2 separate regions of the Drosophila melanogaster genome follow, and region 2 is linked to region 1. The links are chromatin contacts, called in public Hi-C maps. All regions are on one chromosome and are shown on one strand. The core of a region is the stretch at or near the end of the contact, and the rest is flanking DNA. Distances in the headings are between cores, read along the strand shown. Region 1 holds the start of CG34278. Region 2 holds the start of CG5823.

Region 1 (6,508 bases), core at 533-3,032:
CTGTGGCTCACGCACACTGCCGCACTCTATTCGCACACACACACACACACACACCTGTTGATGGCAAACGTCGTAGTGTGCGGCTGGCTGTTGGGCGTAGAAATGTAAGTTGCTAAAGTTGTGCTCCAAATTGTTATTGTTGCTATTGCTGGTCGTATAAACACACGCGTTTTGCTGATTTTGCTGCGAATTTGGCGCGTTCTTTCTGCCGTGACTGTTGCTGTTGTTGTAGTAGTGGTTGCCCGTATTACTGCTGTTGTTATTGTTGCTGAGGAATATGGTCGCCTGCGTCGTTTGACCGTTTGTATAATTCGCGTTTTGCACCAATTCACCGCCGTGCGTTAAATTTGCCGATCCGGGACCGTCAGCGTTGTTACTCGAGCACGTACCACCGTTAAATAAATTCTTATTTTTAAACGTTGAAGTTTGTCGCCGATCACCGGCATTCGGATCCGCCATATCAGCTGATTTGCTGAATAAAGAGAGGGGCGAGAGAGCGGCAAACAAAAAATAAAACAAGAGAGCATTTTCTTTCTCTTTAACATTTTGAGAATTGTGTTCTCTTAAAAATGTCTTTTTCTCAGCCAGCACACAAAACCAGTTTTCGAAAGAAAATTATTAACAGATTCAAGTTCAGTTTCAGTGTGAGAGCGTAAAGTTAAATATGTATATTTTATAACTTATAAGAACTTCGATATGCCCCAAAGTATGCACCAATAATAATCGGCTTTTCAAAGAGTGGTTACCCAAAATAAAGTTTTTTGTTAAAATATAACAGGTTTATACGACATTATTCCATTCCATTCAATTTTTCTATTTCAATTCCATTATGTTTTTTTTTACTTTATATTTATTTAAAATTTTAAAAAACACCCAATATTAATCTGCCATCAAAACAACATTAGTAGCATAAGCGTAAGCTCGGAGCGATAATAATATTACCCAGTAAATCAGTGACTAATAAACCAGTCATAGAATAAAACGATTCATTTTATTCGTTTTAGTGCACAAAAGCCATTGGTAATGTTTAAAAATATTTGCTATTTTAGTCGGCAGCATTACCATTCGTATATATGTATGTAGTTATATTCGTATATATAGGGGGGCCAAGCCCTGGAATTCTCAAATCCCGACCCTTTTTCAGAACGTGAACCCAAATAAAGTGACTCATGATCCCCTTGCACACCCACACCAACGCCCATGACCAGGGAAGAGCAAATAATTCTGGTAAATATTTGGCATATTTGAGGATTGCTTTTGGCAGTGCCTTTTAATTCCACTCCCCCTTTTTTCCGCCTGATCAAATGCAAAAACGAAAGGCAGAAGCAAATGCACGGCGTCGGCCAGACAAGTGAATGAGCCAAGCAAATGGGGCTGACAACCAGCGACCTTCTCGATATGGTTAGGAATTGTTAATTTTAGCCAAATGAGTCAAAGTCAAAACGGGTAGCTATGTACATACATATGATGAGTATGAGTAATGTTGTTTTTTTTTTTTTTTTGGCTCTGTGGAGTCCTTCGCGAAATTCCCCAAGGGAGTTATCCTTATAAGGCACTCACTTTCCTAACCACACTACTCGCCAAAAACAAAGCTAATCTATATCTAGACAATAAAATAATTCCATGATTACGTTCTCTGATGTTTGCCCAATTGTTTCTTTTAATGAGATTTTTTACTCTTGTCATGGAAAATAAATTTTTCGCAATTGTCATAATATTTGACTAGCCAAAAAGGAAAAGTATATATTCGCGAGGTTTTGGCAGTAAATTACCACTGCATCTACGGAGTTATCAAAATGAAGTTTTTCGCTGTTCTCTTCCTCTTCTGCGGCATTGTAGGATTTGCCATGGTTGCTTCTACGTCACCCTCTGCGGACTATGATTACGGATCTGATTCAACTACGGAACAGGACACTACCGCCCCTGCATCTGACACTACCCTAGCTCCCTTGGCACAGCCTCCATGTGGCAGCGGACCCCAAGGACCCTGTGGACAAGTCCCTCCCCCACTGCCGCCCTGCGTGGGAGGTCCTGGTGGCCTTTGCGGCAAGAAACTTTACTTCTTCTACTAAATTAATTCTAACTAGGTTAATTATTCTGAAGCAATAAAGTGAAAAAAGTTTTAGACCTATCAATTAGCCATTTTTAATGATTTACTCAGCCTTAAAATTATGGTTTACCAAGCGTTAACCAATGACATTTTGCAATATAACTATAATTATAAATAAAACAAAGAAGAGGAATGTAGATTTCTTCGACTATCTGATACCCGTTACTCAGCTCTCGATAGTTTATGACGTAAGAGTGGGCGAGACATCATTTTAAAACCAACTTGCGCTGCGTCTACTTCTATAGAATCATTATAATTATTAATAATTATGCATAATAATAATAGCAATAATAATAATACTGTTAACTTTTTAGCATTATTGTTTCCGAGATCTGTTAGAATAAGTTATATAAGTTAGAAAACGATTTCTTATAGCTTTTAGATACTTTTAAACAAACCTAGTATACCCTTATACTCTACAATTAACGAGTATAAGTTGACGATTAATTTGTTAGGTAAATAACAAAGCTCTAGCTAATGCTAATGTTCCTCATAAACTCAGCTTACGATTTAAAATACTTTAAATAATTAATATAAAGCACTTGTTTAAGAAAATCATAACCAATCCGGTTAAAACGTGTACTGTATATTTACACGTGCTAAACATTTGCCACGTGTACATTTATTTTTGGAAAGGCAAATTAGAGTATTTACTCAACTGTCCTAATCCATCACTCCATCCACCATTTCATCCATCAAATCTTGCAAGCACTTGTGTTAACAATTGTTCTGAAGTCTTATTCGTATATAAGGGCAAAATATGTTGAGTGAAATATCAGTTTCGATTTAAAGTTAGCAACATGAAGTTTTTTGCCATCCTCCTCCTTTTGTGCACCATGGTAGCTGTTGCAATTGCCGCAACAACAACAACAACAACGGAGAACATTGATTGGGGTTCTGCAAGTACAACTGAAATACCGGCAACAACTACAGCAACTCCATGTGAATCAGCTGACGCCAAGAAATTATATTTCTTTTATAAATAATATGGCTTCAAAATATTCATATTTTTGAGTAAAATAAAAATATAGAACAATCCCAAAAACTTCAAACACCTAAATAGCACTTCTACAAGGTTCAATGCGTATAACAATCGTATATTTTGGACTCGAAACCTTCACTACATTCCACAAGGAAGTGGAGCTGCTCGGGGACAGCTGGCCATATGGAACAAGTGCGTCTGGCTGAGGATACCCTTATATGGAAATAAACATTTCAAATCGGGCCAAAAACGGCGGCCAAGTGACGATGAATACGTGAGGCGCCACTTGCATCGCTGGGGAATCGCATGAATCAGCGTCGACGAACGCCGCCAATGAAATGCTAAATAAATTTGCACTTCCATTTTAATTAATTTGAATTTATTTGAAACTAAAATTACACCCAACATTTGCACAGCGAAGGCGCAAGTGAGCAAATTTCGACCGCCCATTGGACTAAAAATAAATTGACAAATATTTAGTTTTTATGAACAGGTAATGAGAACCACATGTCCTCCATTTTCGTCGTGAATATATCGTGGAAAATCGTGTGGGTGAAATGCAACGTTTGCCGATCGGATAAGGGCCACCCTAGGCCCACAAAACAACAAAAAAAAAAACTCACTTTTCTGGACGCCATATCGATGGTTTTTCTGTTGGTTGATAGGGATCGCTGTCGAATGATCTCGAGTTGTAATACTTTAGTGGGGGTGCTTAATACTGAACACTTGATGGCCCGCTAATTACACAATTCCTGGCGTGGCGAGCACGTTTCTCTCTAAAAAAACACAACACAAACACGACTGGCAAATCCTTCGTTTTTTTTCGTAAACAAATTTCAGAATTTCTTTCTTTTGGTTTTGAAAATGTGTGCACGAAATGCGCGCGTTGCTTTCGGGTTCTTTGCTACACGTACTCGTACTGGCCGCGACAATTTCTCAACTCGACTGAGTTGTGTGCGCCTCCTTGCTCAAAGTTTTTATGCAGCCAAATGCTCGCCGCTTATTGCTCAATTTCTTTATTATTATTTTCTCAGATAAATCATACAGACGGGGATCATCTTAAGTAACTCCCTAAGCAAATATTAGGTAACGCTTATAGGTTATAATTCCAAAAGATACTTTCTACACACTCCTACTGGTTGACAGATAACAAAGGTTTGCCTTCGATTTTTTCTATTATTATTTCAAGTTGGAAATGAAATTAGAATACAATATTATTATGTATATCATAGTTATAGTATAAAATATAAAATTGTGGTTTGTATTTTTATTTTTTTCAGATCATATTAAATAAATGAATACATTTCTCACAAGTTTCTAAAAGTGCATCCTCGTCTGTCAAAGGTCTTCAATACATAATTTGTTCAATATTTATCTCGCTTCATGTTTTGTGTTGTGTTTTTGGTATTGCGTGTGACGTTGACTCGGCGTCGCAGTCGCAGTCGCAGTCGACGTCGACTGCACTCTTGACTCTGTTTGGCAGGTTTTTGGCGACGCTACCACATGAGACCCCCCAGTCCCCACCCACCGCTTGCCCCGCAATCCCCCCCCACCCCCTGCAACTCATCACAAATGTGATTTTCGACGCGCAGCTGATTTTGTTGTTATTCTTTTCATAGAACTGGTTGCCGTCTTTTGTGTTTTATGTTTTTGCTTCAATCTTCTCTGCTGCTGGTCACAATTGAAAGTGCCTCCTGCAAAAATGATTGGCTTTTGGCCATCTCTGGCGGTCGCCCCAAGTACATTCCGCATTTCCCCGTCATTTGACTCACGAGGCGCTGATAAAGAATCCCAAATCGGGGGATCGTAGAACCCGTAGAACTCTTAAATGAAAAGCATATGTACAGTTGTATGTTGTTTATTCTTGTGAGATGACTAACTAGCTCCGGCCAAATCAGCTGTCATAAATTCCTCGATTTTATTTGGCTTGAATGTTTATGCTCGTTTGAAGATAAAACGCAGCAAGAGCACGCTAAATATATCAAACAATTTTATTCTGATTATCTGATTTCAGTGCTATCATGGCGCTTAAAAGGGGTTTTAGGAAGTCTTAAGTGATCTACCAAAATCAATCCGTAAAATAAAATTAAGAAAACTAAACTATAGTCACCATTTTTATGAACTTCAAAAAACCAGTAAGAATTTTAAGATCTAATTATGCTTAGATATGAAACACCATTCATAACAACTCTGTACTAACATTTCTCAAAACCTATTTAATTTCCGTGTGAACGCGCAGCGCGTGTACTTTTAAACAAATTTTATTTTTATTGACCATCATTATTCATGGCGTTTGAATTAATTCAACAGCTGCTTGGGCTGTTAAAATCTCTTGTTGCGCATACGCCCCGTTGCCGTCAAGTAATTTCACGTGCCAACGCTTTATTTAGCTTTTCCCGATTCGGCACTGTTACTTGGATATTTAGAAAATAATTGGAATATAATAAACAATGGCACAGTGGGCTTTCAAATGAATCATACAAAGTCTTCTGAAAATTTCAAAATTTTTAGATACAACAGCTGGTGATTAATTTGGCAATAGAATATGAAAAATAAATATTAGTTAAATATTAGGCTTTTTATTGAATATTTGGCATTTGCCCAACTGTTTTAAGGTATTATTTCTTTAAACAATTGAAAATAAATAAGATAAGAAGTATATAATTGATAAAATTGTATCTATCGTTTATTAGTTTGTATTAATGCCGGCTAAAATGAGGTTCTTAACGATCTTTGCGTTGTTTTGCGTCTTGGCAGGCTGCTATTGCTCTGACTCAACTACGTCATCCGGATATTATTGGGACCCATACTCATCATCTTGGGTTCCGTACGGAGATTCTACCACATCGTATCCCTACTGGGAGGATACTACAACATCTGCACCTGTTGCTTCGTCAACTTCCAGGTCTCCATGTGATGGAAAAACCCAAGGACCCTGCACAAATCTGCTAAAGGGTGCACAAAAGGTTTATGTCTTCTATTAAAAAATCACTTAAACGTGTACGCCTAGTTAAATAAATCATTTGGGAAATACATATGCCGGGTCCCCTTAGGTACTATACCCCGCAGATACCCCAGGTGCGGCAGAGCATGCGATTGAGGCTAAATAAAGATCAGAGGCTCTATTAACATCTGGTGCCCGACAGATAAATGCACTTTACGCTCTCACAACTGAACATTTAATGGCTCTTTCTTTGGGATCCAGCAAAGAGGCCTTTCATCGTCTGAATATATCACGAAATGGCAACGCCTTGTACGCAATATTTCAAACTGAAATTCACATAACACAAAATATTCTATTTTATTTTTGGTAATATATTTATTCGAACGGTTTTTTTTTGGCCGTATACTTTTAGCGCAATATTCATCGCTCTTGGTAAGAATGTAAAATACATTGCAAAGTCGTTTTGCCTTAA
Region 2 (6,855 bases), core at 2,678-5,177, 410 kb after region 1:
CTACGTATTAATGGGCTCTCCATATATTGAAACCCTATATATTTTTGCCATTATTTATTTTTCTCCTGTGCAGAACGGAACGCATAAAGGCAGCTCCAGATGGCCAGGAACTTCGGGGCACATGTCCGCCAATGAGGCGTACTTAATGATTATGGCATTTGTTTTTTTATTTATTTACATTTATTTATCTGGCCTTCCGTCTTGGCCGTGGGCACTTGGTTTTGTTTTGGTCATTATTTTTATAGCCCCGTTGGGCCGACTTCCCCTTGTGGCCATCGCATCGAATAGCCGTTGACCACTCCATTTGTGTTTTGTTTTCGCAAGCTTACTCGCGCATATTTATATTTGCTGTGGATAAGCCGCTTAGCCCGGGAGCATCGACATTTATTGCCGTCAACTAATGTCCTGCAGCTATTTGTTGGACATTTAAGCCTGGCACATTTTGGGGATTTCAGCTCGGCGGCGAACAATGAACTCCTTGGACCCACAATGCCAGTGACCTCTTTTCGGGCAAACTGAAGCTTATAAATGCCAAGAACAAATGAGCAAAAATTGCACATCCGCCCGAGCATCAAAAGGATAAGGCGGAAGTGCAGGAGACACTTCGGACTTAGACGCCAGTTGCCATCCTGGTGGGTACTCAAAATAAATTTCGAGCAAAAAGCACAAGCGATTCCGAAATCCCCGCCCATCGGCAGCCCGCATAAAAATACTCGATGACAGGACCAGAAATGTCTCGGTTATGGGGTCTGTGTGTCTTGGACTCTTTGGCCATCCGGGATATCATTTAATGTTGTGTATCTTCTGGTGGTTTTCTCCCTCAGTGCAGCCGAAATTGGCTTAAACTGTTGCAAGTTCATAAAACAAACAACCAAATTTGAAAAGTTGCGAGTGCCAGCCGCAGTCGGAAACTTTGCCATGCTGCCTGAACTTGAAATTTACGTTAGTTAAATTATCAACTTCAGCGTCTGGCCAAAAAAACTTTCTGTGCAAAACAAAGTCGTCGCTGCGTCCTTTTATTTTAAAGGAGTTTGCCGCGTCTGCTGGGTAATCGGATTTTCTTTTCCCGAATTTTCTAATAATTCTAAACTCTCTTCTCTATAAATCTGTTATTGTTCAGCAAGTATTTTATTTTCCTGGAAAACTATTAAAACGACTTTAAATCTATAAAATATTCCTACAAAGCGAATATATCGTATAAATATATATACTGGTTATAGATAGTTTTAAAAAAAAATCATAGTATTATTCTGTAGTTTTTACTTCAAAGACATAGATTGTTTTTACTTCAAAGACATAGATTGTGGTAACCACAATTCACTGTAACCATCGAACTTGGTCCGCAACGCCCACTTCCAGGAGTAATAAGCGTCATGTGTGTAATTTCGGCTTAAGATGGCCAACAATGTAAGCGGTTTAAATGTGTAACATTGTTGCCCAGCCAGGCATCAGTTTATTGGATTTGGCCGTACTTAGCTAGTGTGAGGAAAAATTATTGCCGACTGCCAGCGGACTTTGCTTCATACTTAAGCCGCTTAGCCAGCGAAAAGCCAACTACAAATTACAACTTATTATACAAGTTGAATCATCCAACATCCAAGCAATTTGTGGCGACTGAAAATGAAGATCCATTTAATAATCAAGAAACGCACACATATATTGGTTAATTTGTACACGAGCTCATATGTTGCCGGGCTTCTTTATTCATTTACAAACATATTTCTGGCATTATTCACGTTGCATTAAACTAGGCGTTAATAGTAATGAATACATAACAAAACAATTTTTAAATTTCACAAGTCGAGTTCTGAATTGTGTGTTCTTGTGTTTTCAAATTTTGCTGCCGATAATTTTCAGACTAAGTCAGCAATCGTGGGAATCGTGGGAATGGATGCCGGGGGTCTAGTGCGGTTGTTTTTGAATCAAGCGGGGTATGTAAATACTTCTCAAGCGGTATACAATCCACGAAGACTATTTTAAAGTAAACTAGATTAGATATGCACACGCATACGGATGTGTAACTATTTCTTTATATAAATATAGAGGCTGTGTCGGTAATTCTATTCCTGATTCAGGTTCTTGATCACGTAATTAACAATGAGGGCAAAAATTGCAAAGCAGATAATGATCACCAGGTTTGAATAGACGGACTGCCAGTTTAGATAGGAGTTCCGTGCACTATTCTGGACCGCCGCTCCTCCGCCGCTGGCCAAATCCGCCTGACCCGCCGCCCCGCCATCGATTGCGTCCGCTGCATTCAGTGGATTGGCCAAGCCGCCCACCGCCAGATTGCCATCCGCAGATGCCAGGCTCGCTCCGTTGGCCAGTCCGTTGGAACGCTTTACTCCATTGGCAGCGGGTCCGTCCACAGCAGCTGCCGCCTGTGTTCCTCGCAGCCGCTGCTTGATCTCTTCGACTATCTCCGGAAACAGCTCACAGAAGTTGGTGTTGCGCAGGTTAAATGCTAGTGATTTTTGAGCAAACATTTGCTTGTCATAGTTCGATGATTCGATGGATCCGAGTGTGGGTGTGCTCTCCAGCTGTGAAGGATTTAAGATTGGCTTACTCAAACGTATGATCATGTATTCGTAATAACTCACCATGAAGCTCAGCAGTCCAGTGAGAATGGTGCCTACGCACCAAGTCGGGTTCCAAGTGTCCGGATGAAAATCTGAAAATCCCAATAGGGTTGATAAGTTATATGTTTGGAACAATAGAATCTAAACAGATCTAAACAGATACACGAATATCTATTTGAAAGGTCGCAAAAAACATGTTTGACTAAGCCACAAAGTCCATCGGCTTCGTCAAACATAACTAAAACTATTCAGCGTTCAAAGTTAATGGTAGTCTTTAAGCCTGTAGTTACTACCCATTCTTTAATGTTCTACTACTGTGACAACCAATCCGCTTTATTTCTAGCTGTGGATTCGGACTCCTACGGATATGGAACTGACACATACCTGATATACTCAAACACAGTCTGGTGTTGGTCTTGAAGCGACCGTTCGGCGTCAGCATGTAGATGGATGGCGGCTTGAATGGGAACTCGCGCGGAAAGAGCAGGGTGCCGTGGTAGTAGCCGCCGTAGTAGGGCGAGTCCTCCGGCCCCTTGACGCAGTAGTGCCACTCGAGGATGTTGTTGGGCAGCGGCTCGGCGGTTATGTACGGCAGGGGATCCCGCTTGAGGCGCATATAGTCCTGCTTCATGCGCGACACAGCAGTGGGTTGCTTCCGGCCGCCGGACGTCGACGACGAGGACATGGTGTTGTTTTGGTTTTGCTAATTTTTAACGAACTTAATTACTACCGCCCAAGTTTGAAAACCTAAACTATGATCGAACACGACTGGCCTACTGGTTTTTCTCTCACTGTAGCAGATAAGATAGCGACGTGGCCCTGTGGAATAATTTGCAAATCAATTATACTCGTATCTGGTCGCATAAATACCAATACGTACCGTCCTTCTCCAGAATTTCGAAGCTGTCGAAGATTCTTGTTCGGTGTGTTTATCATGCGATGGATTTCAGTCTCGCCAGCTCGGTTGTTTATTGTTTGCTTTTCTAGTACTGGCAGCCAACCTCGGTAACAAGTGCGTTTTCTAATTGTTGTTGCTGCTGTTACTGCGTTTTTGTTGATTTTTTTTTAAATTGCAATGAAATTGAGTGAGAAAACAACGCACATATACAGGCGCACACGACCGACACCCGCACACACACACTCACACACGTGTAGGGGACAACTAGGGCTTGACTTTGGTAAATTTTGGTAGTATCACGAGCTTACTCCGCTACAGTGGATGCCCCTAATTCGTATTAATCACTTGTGGGGTTATATATCCGGGTTTGGAGCTGGCAATATCTTAATTTAATCTTTTATTTTGGCATGAAGAGTTTAGTGGTACCGTGTGCGGAAGTAAGTTTCATCTCCAGTTTAGTGTTACCAGAGTCTATGTTGGCTTCCTCACCACGTGGTGAAGGAGGGAAACTTTGCTGCATACGGTGAGAAAATTGGATGGAGTGGTGTATGTATCCGCTAATTAACTGACTCTCAAATCTGTGCAATTCTTTGAAAACAGTAAATATAGATCTTTTAGTTTTAGCCGATTTGCTGGACTATCAAATACCCGTTACTTAATGCGAGATATGATAAAAAGAAGAAAGAACTCTTTTCGAAAATTGCTTACTAGGCGGTATCTACTTTCCAACGTATCTAGTATACCCGGGTATGTCCCAAAATCCCTATGGCAATATTTTGTAATATACAAAGTAAATACTTTGGTTTTCTAATGTAGCCCTTTACAAATAAGCATGTGTATATCGCCTCTACTGTTATCACGCTCACATTGATAACGATTGTTATCTCTTAAAGTGCGGAATGTTTTTGAAACTTGGTAAGTAAGGATTGCCAAAGAGTACAGCTATATAGAAATTTATAGAAATGGAATCCAAAACACGAAAGTGGATCAACGCACGATTACAGGGATTACAGGGCATCGGCATCTCGCATTAATTTGGACTTCGTCACGCCGATTAATGGGTGAATGAGTTGCGGATGACAGTTGTTCTAAATGATAAGGAAATACAACGGCGGGCAAAATATTAGCAATCGCGGCACTTGAACTGTATTTTAAACTACATATTATATATAATCAATATTATCAATCAATATTATAATTGATTGTTATATAAGCTGAAATCATAATAACTTCACTTTAAATAATGGGTTGTAATTTATGATCTATTAAAAATTTGTCTCTATCTTAAGTGGATTTTAATGACTATTTTTATTCAAATATAATTCGATTGTAAAACAGCACTATTAATAGTTTAATGTTTTCTTTATTTACAATGTGTGAAAAGTTCTTAGTATTTATTATTATTTTGCCCCGCTGTCGATTGCCGAACCCACACATAGGAACCTCAATGATAAGCTCAGATCGCTGGGTGTGTTGTTCCCTCAACGCAGGGGATTGGGAGGGGGTTGGCCGGGCAAGATTTCTTATCAATCCTCGCGTCTGTTTTTGGTCAACGCCGGCGGCGGGCGCACAGTTGCCGTTCCACCAGCAGAAAGTTCAGTACTCACAGTCCGCGGACTTTTTAACCCATTAACTAATGTCGGCAATCGGAAAGATCGGATTCCTGGGAGGCGGGAATATGGCCAAGGCTTTGGCTAAGGGTTTCCTAGCGGCCGGTGAGAAAGCCACTAATAAAATAGATTTGTAGTCTGACATACTTTGTGCTAGACAATAGATAAGACACACTTGGATATGCAATATATATATGAACTAACATCATCTTATAATTAGATACAAAAGGATAGGACGTTAAGGATTTCATCATATAATCGCCAAATTTCCTAATTCATTTCCTAGGCCTGGCCAAACCCAATACCCTGATAGCCAGCGTCCATCCGGCAGATAAGCTCTCCCTGCAGTCCTTTCAATCCCTGGGAGTGGAAACAGTGATCAAGAATGCACCCGTTGTGCAGCAATCGGATGTGGTCTTCGTGTCCGTGAAACCCCAAGTGGTTCCCTCGGTTTTGTCGGAGATTCAGCCATTGAGCTCGGGCAAACTATTCCTTTCCGTGGCCATGGGCATCACTTTGTCCACCATCGAGTCCAGTTTATCTCCACAAGCTCGCGTCATCCGTGTGATGCCCAATCTGCCGGCTGTCGTGTGTTCCGGTTGTTCGGTTTTCGTTCGCGGATCCAAGGCCACAGATGCAGATGCGGATATTACCCAGAAGCTGCTGCAGTCCGTGGGCACTTGTGAGCCGGTGGATGAGTCCCAGTTGGATGTGGTTACTGCTCTGAGCGGAAGTGGACCGGCCTATGTATTCGTGATGATTGAGGCCTTGGCGGATGGAGCCGTTCACATGGGCATGCCCAGGGATCTGGCCTATCGTTTGGCATCGCAAACAGTCCTGGGCGCAGGTCACATGGTGCGGGACAGTGGTATGCATCCCGGACAACTCAAGGATGGGGTCACAAGTCCGGCGGGATCGACAGCAGCGGCACTCAGACAACTCGAGCTGTCAGGTAAGTTGGGATGATGACGCCGATGACGCACTCGCTTATCGCCGCCACTTCAACCTTTGATGTCGATTGCAGGTTTTCGGGCTGCGGTGTCTGGAGCGGTGGAACAGGCGACTCTGCGATGCCGGCAAATCTCGGGAAAGACGAAGTAGGCACATAGGATTATCATATACATATACGTACATTGGGGTGGGTCAATTTTGTTATTAAAGTTATAGTAGTTAAAGGAAGTCGTTAAATTTTGTTGCTTCTTGAAGAAACATGTTTTTAATTTGGAAATGTATGTTGGTGCTATAGTGCTTTCAAAGAGCAATGATGAGATGTTTCATTTTAATCGACCCACCCTTGTGCTTAATCTGGGTTAGTAGCTTTGCATAACTATAAAAACTGTGAAGGCCGATTTCGTGATACTAAAATATAAGCAACACTGCTATATTCTTTACTCTCAGCTTTGTTTATAGTCTAGCTAAAAATAACTAATTCAAAGTCGAGCCTAGAACTTCTTCTTCTTTTTGGCCCGGGACAGCTCATTGAGCTCGCCCTGTTGCACGGATGCCTCCTGGTAAATGCGCTTAACCTTCTCGTGGCGCTCCTTGTCACTGTGGATATGAAATACAATAGATTAGAAAGGAACGGTTAAATTGTAAATGGAACACAAACCTTTGCAGGGTCTGTTTGAGCCTAAGCATCTGAACGAAGGACGTATCTCTGCGTATTTCTCGAATGGCACCCTTCTTCTCGCGCTTGATCTTGTGCAGCAGTTTGGCCCGCTCTTCCTTGGCCTTGGACATCTTGGGACGACGTTTGTCATCGTAAACC

The links. A called contact is a pair of places that touch in the nucleus more often than the background predicts.
Region 2: a contact with region 1 is called in a Hi-C map of the Kc167 cell line, with 3 times the contacts expected there. A contact is called at or near these places in 3 of 107 Hi-C or Micro-C datasets (the D17-c3 cell line, the Kc167 cell line and embryo) and 2 of 7 datasets of targeted methods (both in the Kc167 cell line).

What each region holds. Positions count from the first base shown.
Region 1 is chr3R:17,118,683-17,125,190 of dm6, forward strand. It overlaps CG34278, which reads left to right and starts at 1,783. Exons shown (of 1, transcript NM_001104347.2): 1 at 1,783-2,126. The coding sequence starts at 1,797. The coding sequence ends at 2,072. It overlaps cher (cheerio), which reads right to left. Exons shown (of 19, transcript NM_001275730.1): 2 at 55-472. CG42779 reads left to right here and starts at 2,895. Exons shown (of 1, transcript NM_001300441.1): 1 at 2,895-3,405. The coding sequence starts at 2,911. The coding sequence ends at 3,096. It overlaps CG45079, which reads left to right and starts at 5,795. Exons shown (of 1, transcript NM_001300442.1): 1 at 5,795-6,104. The coding sequence starts at 5,807. The coding sequence ends at 6,076.
Region 2 is chr3R:17,530,660-17,537,514 of dm6, forward strand. It overlaps CG5823, which reads right to left and starts at 3,928. Exons shown (of 4, transcript NM_142374.3): 1 at 3,460-3,928; 2 at 2,964-3,398; 3 at 2,601-2,671; 4 at 1,666-2,540. The coding sequence starts at 3,264. The coding sequence ends at 2,061. It overlaps P5cr-2 (Pyrroline-5-carboxylate reductase-like 2), which reads left to right and starts at 4,156. Exons shown (of 4, transcript NM_001275741.1): 1 at 4,156-4,224; 2 at 4,294-4,392; 3 at 5,374-6,039; 4 at 6,112-6,477. The coding sequence starts at 4,377. The coding sequence ends at 6,188. l(3)07882 (lethal (3) 07882) reads right to left here. Exons shown (of 3, transcript NM_001316506.1): 2 at 6,697-6,855; 3 at 4,874-6,635. The coding sequence ends at 6,530.